2 separate regions of the Danio rerio genome follow, and region 2 is linked to region 1. The links are chromatin contacts, called in public HiCAR-type maps. All regions are on one chromosome and are shown on one strand. The core of a region is the stretch at or near the end of the contact, and the rest is flanking DNA. Distances in the headings are between cores, read along the strand shown. Region 1 holds the start of furina (furin (paired basic amino acid cleaving enzyme) a). Region 2 holds the start of fes (FES proto-oncogene, tyrosine kinase).

The links. HiCAR-type assays count read pairs that join an accessible place to other places.
Region 2: a HiCAR-type map of caudal fin shows a contact between it and region 1, with 9 times the contacts expected there. The contact joins the promoter of fes here to the promoter of furina in region 1. A contact is called at or near these places in 4 of 18 Hi-C or Micro-C datasets (caudal fin, embryo, hematopoietic stem cells and 1 more) and 1 of 4 datasets of contacts at active chromatin or transcription factors (caudal fin).

The regions. Positions count from the first base shown.
Region 1 is chr7:14,000,404-14,004,513 of GRCz12tu, reverse strand. It overlaps furina (furin (paired basic amino acid cleaving enzyme) a), which reads right to left and starts at 2,145. Exons shown (of 16, transcript NM_001045106.2): 1 at 1,853-2,145.
Region 2 is chr7:14,215,721-14,219,830 of GRCz12tu, reverse strand. fes (FES proto-oncogene, tyrosine kinase) reads right to left here and starts at 2,376. Exons shown (of 20, transcript NM_001199869.1): 1 at 2,335-2,376.

The sequences.
Region 1 (4,110 bases), core at 896-3,395:
ACCATGCATGCATGTATCCCAATGCAAACATCTCAGGGTTATAAAATCGAGATAAAATTACTTGCAAAGGAAAATGACATGAGATCTTGCCCTCAGTAATTAAAACAAGAACAAATACCTGCCAACTGGAAACGTGGGGAATCAAACTCATTGAAAAGTAATGTTTTTACGCCACTGACATATATTTTTGCTCGTGTAAAAAAATAAACTCACTTAAATTTAATTCCTCACCAAACAAGACTTCATTTTTTAAATTTTGAATCTCAAGTAGTTGTATCTTGATTTTAAATTGGTTGCAAAATTGTACTGAAAAATCATTTTCTGATAGTCAATGCAACATTTATCACCATGATGTTGTAGATTGAAGAATTCCTGTTGGGATTCACATTGAGGAAGAGCAAAATGAAGACTTGGAATTAACACTAAGAACTATCACTTTTTAAACACCTACTTAAACCATGTAAACTAATTATGCCTCTCTCATTAGTAACTTTGAGGCATTTTTGTGATTATATTTATTGATATCATTTGTGATTTTAGGATTAAAACGTTTTAAAATATAATAAATACGTATTTTAAAACCATGTCATTTGATTTTCAAAAACACAAGAATTGACGTCAATAAGCAACAAAGTTGTATGTTCATTGAAAATAATAGCTTGTTGTGCAAGTTTACAAATATCTATTGTCCTCATTTAAAATATTTTATGATACACGTTTTACAAACGTGCTTATGTTGGCAGTCGATTTAATACCATGAGGTTAGAAATTTACACTTGGTATTGTGATTTCCAACTTCTTAAGGATTGAAATTACCTTATTTTTTATGTACATTATTTAAATGGAATAATTTTTCATTATTTTAACTATTTTATTTTATTGTGTCTTTTATTCTGGTTTATGTAAAGTCTTCTGAATTACCATCGTGTATGAAATGTGCTATACAAATAAACTTGCCTTGACTAAATTGAGGAAAACAAATTAAGACTTAACACTTGTTTAAGACCTTCTTAAACCTTGCAAACAAATTACGCTTCTCTCACAAGTAACATTTCCAAGACATTTTTGTGATTATCAATATTGCTATCATTCATATTGGTGATTATTGTATTAAAACGTTCTAAAATAATATATATTAAATACTTATTTTTTAAATCATGTCATTTGATTCTCAAAAAAAAAAAAAAAAAAGAATTGAATTGAAATTGCCCAGTTGAATGTAATTGTTTGCAGTGTAAGTTCCCAAATATCATTCGTCTTCATTTAAAAGCTGAAATAACATACATGATACACCTTTTACAAGGAACGTGCTTGTGTTGTCTAGCAAAATATGAAACCAACCATCACAACGAAAAGACGTCCTGAATGTCCAAATGTTTTTAGAGAAGACGTGTGTTTGGTTTATCCACGTTTGAAGTTATAACAGCTGTACATAATTGTATCTTCTTTTAAAAGTAGGCCTAACTTACGTCTGATAAGACGAAGATAGGTAGTATTATATACATCAAAAGGCTAACGCTAACGTTAGTCATAAAACATTCCCTAACTTACGTGGTTCGCGCAGGTTTGTTAACAGTGGTGGGTAAAAAGTAAAATCTTAAAATGAAGACTCATTCGAAAAGCAAAAAACAACACATACGTTCGCATTATCTTCATTAAAAGTTAACCAAGTAAGTAACACGTTTAACTACCTTTTCCTTTTTAAAAAAGTGTCTTTACATTGTAATGTATTAACGTTAGCTTTGTTTACTCCAAACACTGTTTGGAAAAACAAGTCCAATAAGTTACTATAGCAAAACTAGGCTAAACAACAGCTTTAAAGTAGTCAATGGCTACTGAATGAAATTCTTACCTCAACAGCATCAGCTTGTAATCTTCCGTTTCCTTGGACACACGGTAAATCCACTAAACCTTTCAGCGGACACGACGAAAAGTCCTCCGTGTTTGACTGACGACGAACACTGTCCCCAAAACAAAGCTTAACTCAGGATACCAGCAAAGTAGTGTAGTCAGAAGGACAGGCTGAGGTGTCCTGACGTACTGGACTGTCCTAAAGTCCACGCGCACTCATCTGCTGTACAATAGCGAAACTTTGCGATAGGTTTGCTTGCTCTGTCGCACGTAACGCGACGCTACGGCATCACTAAGACCCGGTTCGTCTGAGCCACCTTTGGACCGGCACGCCAACATACTTAAGGACGCATGCCGGAAAGCTGCAAACGGCGAAATCAAGTAAACAAACAAGATATAAAAAAAATACACCTCTATCCAATGGACTGTAGTGGAGAGGTAGTCTACGGACTGCTTCTCAGGAAATACGTCACATATGTACGCAATGAGAAGCGACGTCAGGATGCGTCCACTTGAGCGCGTCACGCGGTATTTTTTGATTTCCTTGCGCCATCTACTGGATACGCCTGTGTGGCTCATATAAAACACACGCGTTTTGCTGGATATTTGATGTCAATATTTAATATGCCAGTAGGCTATTAGATTTAATAAAGCTTTATTCAGTTTATTCAAAGCTAACTTTGAAATGAACATGAAAATGATGCACCTAGATATAGGGGAGAGCGGGGCACAAAGGAACACTTTTTGGTTTTGGCCAAATAATGATCAAAGTATTGTGGTTAGACAAACCATATTTTTTACCAACAACACACCATCCTCTCCTACAAATAAGCACTGGAATTATTCACTGGAACTATGGTTTCTGTGCAGTATTGGCAAAAGTGCCAGGAGTAAAAATGTTACCATTTACACCCCACCTGCAGGTTGTAACACTTAAAAGGCAGATTTCACACAATTAATTTTAATTCATTTTACGTTAAATAGTAGTTATATTTCCTCAGTAATTGTCTAATGTTTTTATTCTACACAGCGCAGTATGTTTATTTATTTATTTATTTATTATTTATTTATTCGATAAACACATTTGGATTTATTTGGATTATTATCCATATATCCATAATATTTTCAATTAACATACATACATACATACATACATACATACATACAAATATATATATATATATATATATATATATATATATATATATATATATATATATATATATATATATATATATATATACATATACATGTATATACATATATATATATACATGTATATACATATATATATATATATATATATATATATATATATATACACACACACACACACACACAACTAACTTCACTTTGTCATGTTTTCCTCAAAACTGGCTAGCAGTCACTGTGTTTTTTTTACATCTTTCAAAATGGTTTCATCTTTTAGCCTAGAAGACAATGATCACGACGATATAAGATTTTACGTTCATACTTTCACAGATTTTTAAAAATAAATAAAATTAAAATAAATTTAAATAAACTTATTTTTAAAATAAATTTAAAATAAAATAGAAAAGCTTTTTCAATAATTGGCAGGAAGATGTCTGCTGACACAGTGGTGAAAACCTTGCAAGCATGCCATGGTTAACCCTGAGCAAATACTTTAAAACTCTTTGTTACATTTACCCTGCATTACTTTGTGCCCCACACTCCCTATAGTTTGTGTGCTATGCCTATGCATTTTTTTAATTAATAACAAGAACCAGCATGTACAGTTTTCTTATACAACAAAATCATTTTACATTTCTTAACAAGACAGAATAAATGTAAAAAAAAAAAGAAATACAATTTTAAAAAGCACAGAGAGAAGAGGGTACATAATTATCAAATTACATACAAGTATATTACACACATTTTTCCCAATTTTAGTTATTTTTACTACAGGAAATGCATATATACAAACATTTTATGTAAACAAGTAAAAAGAGAAGCATATATCAACTGTTTTAATTTTCTATTTTTAGACTTAGAAATCACTTTTATATACACATTTGAATCTCTTTTTCTATTACCATGAAAAGAGGTTTGCTTTGGCCAAACTTTGATTTATGTATGTGAAATTTACATAATAATAAAATTTTATAAAGTTTATAATAAAACCAGCATATTTAAAAGAGCGATCCTTAATATAATAACCCACGATCACATCTTTATAAGTTAGGGTTGCACGGTTTACCAGTACTACCAGTTTCCTGCGGGATCAATAAAGTTTTCTTA
Region 2 (4,110 bases), core at 1,127-3,626, 220 kb before region 1:
CTATGGTTACAGGTCTCTAACGATGGATTTCTTTAAAATATCGTCTTCAGTGTTTAACAGAAGTAATAAAGCCAAGAAAGTAAGGGGGGGGGGGGGGGGTGGTGATAGCCTAAATGATGACAGATTATTTATTTTTGTGTGAACTATCTCTTTATGTTCTTATTTTGTGTAATTTGGTAAAACGTAAACAGCACAATCTTTTCAGATGTGTAAAACTGTAAACCTTTCTTGACAATGAAAAATAAATGGAGTTTAAAACAAATAATGAAAAGTTGCTCCTCACATGTGGTTTCAAACACTAAAGAGGATAGTGGCTGTTTCTCAATTCCAAGAACGCAGAGAACGGACTTTCTTGTGGAGACCGGTCTTGCCAGGTGTCCTCGGAAGAACGAACTCAGGAGAGCGCGAGGGCAGAGCAGAGAACGTGTCCTTTGAGAAATGGGATGCTGCGATCTTCCTGATGGTCACATGACCTTCACGCGCTTTAAATGGAAATTATTCCAACATTAAAGCATTCATACAACGATTTATTGTTTTTCCCCTCTTAAAAATATATACGTTTGCATAAAAACATTATAAATATACTCTGCACAATATAAATAAAACAGATTTTAATACAAATTTCAGCAAACAAACACCCTTAATGTGTTTATTCCTTTATTAAGATGTTCATGGTAATGTTTACTTTCACTGTTTCCTTTACGGAAACTCCTGAGGTAAATAAATGATATCTCTGAGCTTTAATAATACATCTAAATAAAATGCTGCGCTTCCCACCTCCAGTCGCAATGACTTCTGGGACTTCCAGAGCGAGTTCGCTGCTCAAGTCTGCATAAGTGCGTCCTCGATATCAAGATCACATCCGGGAAGTTTCACGCGTCCTCTGTACTTGCGATCTTGAGTATTGGAACTGAACTTAGGCAACTGATGATGACGTTGCACGAGAACACGAGGACGCAAGACCGCTGAAGAACGCATATTGAGAAACAGCCATTGTGAAAACAAAAACTAAAAAACTAAACCGTTGACTTCCATAGCAGGAAAAAACTAATTTAAAAGTCAATGGTTACAGGTCTGCAGCTTTCTTCAAAATATCGTCTTTGATGTTTAACAGATTAAATGAAGCCAAACAAGTAAATAGGGTGATAGCCTAAATGATGGCACAGAATATTAATTTTTGTGTGAACTATCCCTTTAAGATCTTATTTTGTTTAACTTGATCAAACATGATGTAACAGTTGACTTTTATAGCAGGAAAACAAATAAAGTCAATGGTAACAGGTCTGTAACGATGGATTTCTTCAAAATATCGTCTTCAGCGTTTAACAGAAGTAATAAAGCTAAGAAAGTAAAGGGGGGTGAGTGGCCTAAATGATGACAGATTATTAATTTGTGTGAACTATCTCTTTAAGTTCGTATTTTGTGTAATTTGGTAAAATATAAAATTTATACAAATATAAATCAGATGTGTAAAACTGTAAACCTTTCTTGACAATGAAAAATAAATGGAGTTTAAAACAAATAATGAAAATTTGCTCCCCCACATGTGGTTTCAAACACTAAAGAGGATATTGTGAAAACAAAAACTGAAAAACTAAACTATTGACTTCCAAAGCAGGAAAAACTAATTTAAAAGTCAATGGTTACAGGTCTGCAGCTTTCTTAAAAATATCTTCTTCAGTGTTTAACAGATGAAATAAAGCCAAACAAGTAAAGGGGTGAGTGAATAATGACACAATACTTATTTTAGCGTGAACTATCGATCTTATTTTGTTTAACTTGTTTAAACATGATGAACAATTGACTTTCATGGCAGGAAACAAATACTACAGTAGGCTAGGTTAAGTGGTAACAGGTCTTCGATGGATTTCTTCAAAATATCGTCTTCAGCGTTTAACAAAAGTAATAAAGCCAAGAAAGTAAAGTGGCCTAAATGATGACAGATTATTAATTTGTGTGAACTATCTCTTTAAGATCTTATTTTGTGTAATTTAAAAAAACATAAACAGCACAATATCCGCTCAAAAAATATCAGATGTTCAAAACTGTAAACATTTCATGACATGTAAAAATAAATGGAGTGTAAAACAAAAAAGCGAATTGTTGTTAGGAGATGGCGCCGTGCTGTCACTGAGTGTTATATCTTCTAACGTTACCGAACTCGAGTCGTCAACGGTAGAAGATTCAACCGCCTTTTCTTAAAACTACGTGTCAAACCCAACAAGAATAGCCTAACTTAGCCTATATTGTTCATATGGCTTAGGCTATCTTTTATAGGCTATAGATCGACTAGCGCTCCGAGTTGTTGTAGCCTACTGTACTGTATATCCTTACCTCAGGTTTGCCTGCGGCAGAGACTATCGCGGTCAGCAGGACAAGCGGAAGATAAAATTATCCATAATCATCATGCAGAACAGAACGTCCGAATGCTGAGACGAACAGGGCGAAGTGTTGACAGAATGAAGCTGCAGGCGGCAGCTGTTGAGTTAAAACCAGGAAGACATGAAGCAGGACGCAGACTCACTGTGAACAGGATTAAACCGCTAATGCACCTCAACACCTGAGCTACACACCAGCAATACTATTGCAGAACCCATCTGCTGGCTATTGTTATTGTGACCACTGACCACAAAAGTGTGATATCGTTTGGTAGCTAATTTAGATTTATATAGCCTGCAGTTGCAGTCAGAATTATTAGCCCCCGATCCTGAATTATTAGCCCCCCTGTACTTTTTGTCACCAAATTTTTATTTAACAAAGTTTTTTTTAACACAAAACTTAATAGTTTTAGTAACCAATTTAATCATTTTAAATGAACTATTTCTTTCTTTTATCTTTGCCATGATGACAGTACATTTGAGATATTTGTCAACATACTCTGTTTAAAATGCAACTTAAACCCTACTGAAAAACTGCTTAAACCAGCCTAGGCTGGTTGGCTGGTTTTAGCTGGTTGACCAGGCTGGTTTTAGAGGGGTTTTGGCCATTTCCAGGCTAGTTTCCAGCCTGGTCTTAGCAGGTCAGGCTGGAAGATGACCAGCTAAAACCAGCTTAAATCAGGCTGGTCAAGCTGGTTTTAGCTCGTCATTTTCCAGCCTGACCAGCCTGGAAATGGCCAAAAACCCCTCTAAAACCAGTCTGGTCAACCAGCTAAAACCAGCTTAGGTTGGTTTAAGCTGGATTATTCAACAGGGAAGGCTCAACTAAGTAGACAAATCATTAGCAACTAAAGACATGTATGTCAGACAGAAACTGCCGCCTTTTTTTTTTTGCCGTTACTGCACAGAATAATAATAATAATAAAATCTATATACCAACTAAAAGTTTAATCTGTGTTGGTAAACAAATGTACAATAAATATTACATTTTAGTTTCATAGTTAAAGTAAGAAATAACCAATGACAGACCATTGAATTATTTGAAAATTATGCACAGCCAAGGTGGTGCTATTACACCTCAGGTGTGCTTTGTTTTCTAATAATTCAACAAACAAGAGTCAATTATTCTATGGTTAACATAAATATAGCCCTCCTGATTTATTCACCCCTTTGTACATTTTTGTCCCCAATTTGTTTAATGGAGAGAACTTTTTTTCAACACATTTCTAAACATAATCGTTTTAATAACTCATTTCTAATATTCATTTTAATCACTCATTTAATAACTGAAACTGAAATTTAATCATTTAAATTTTATCTTTGCCATGATGACAGCACATAATTGTTTACTACATATCACAAGACACTTCTATACAGCTTAAAGTGACATTTAAAGGCTTAACTAGGTTAATAGGCAAATCATTAGCAACTAAACAGTCAGAGAAATTTCAGCACAGAATTTTGTTTAGAAAAATGTATATAGACTAAAAACTTAAGTTTTACCTTTTTAACTAATTTAACACAAGTAGAATTAGAACCTGTTTGATAAACAGTAAATGTTAGCTTTAAGTTTTATAGATTAAGTAAGAAATAAATGACATTGAGCCATTGAGTTATTAGAAAATAAGGCAAAGCCGAGGTACTGCTACCTCAGGTGTGCACAAACTAGAGATGATTATTCTGCTTACCACACCTAAAGACTGTTCAGTTGTTGTGTTTCAAGACATTTATC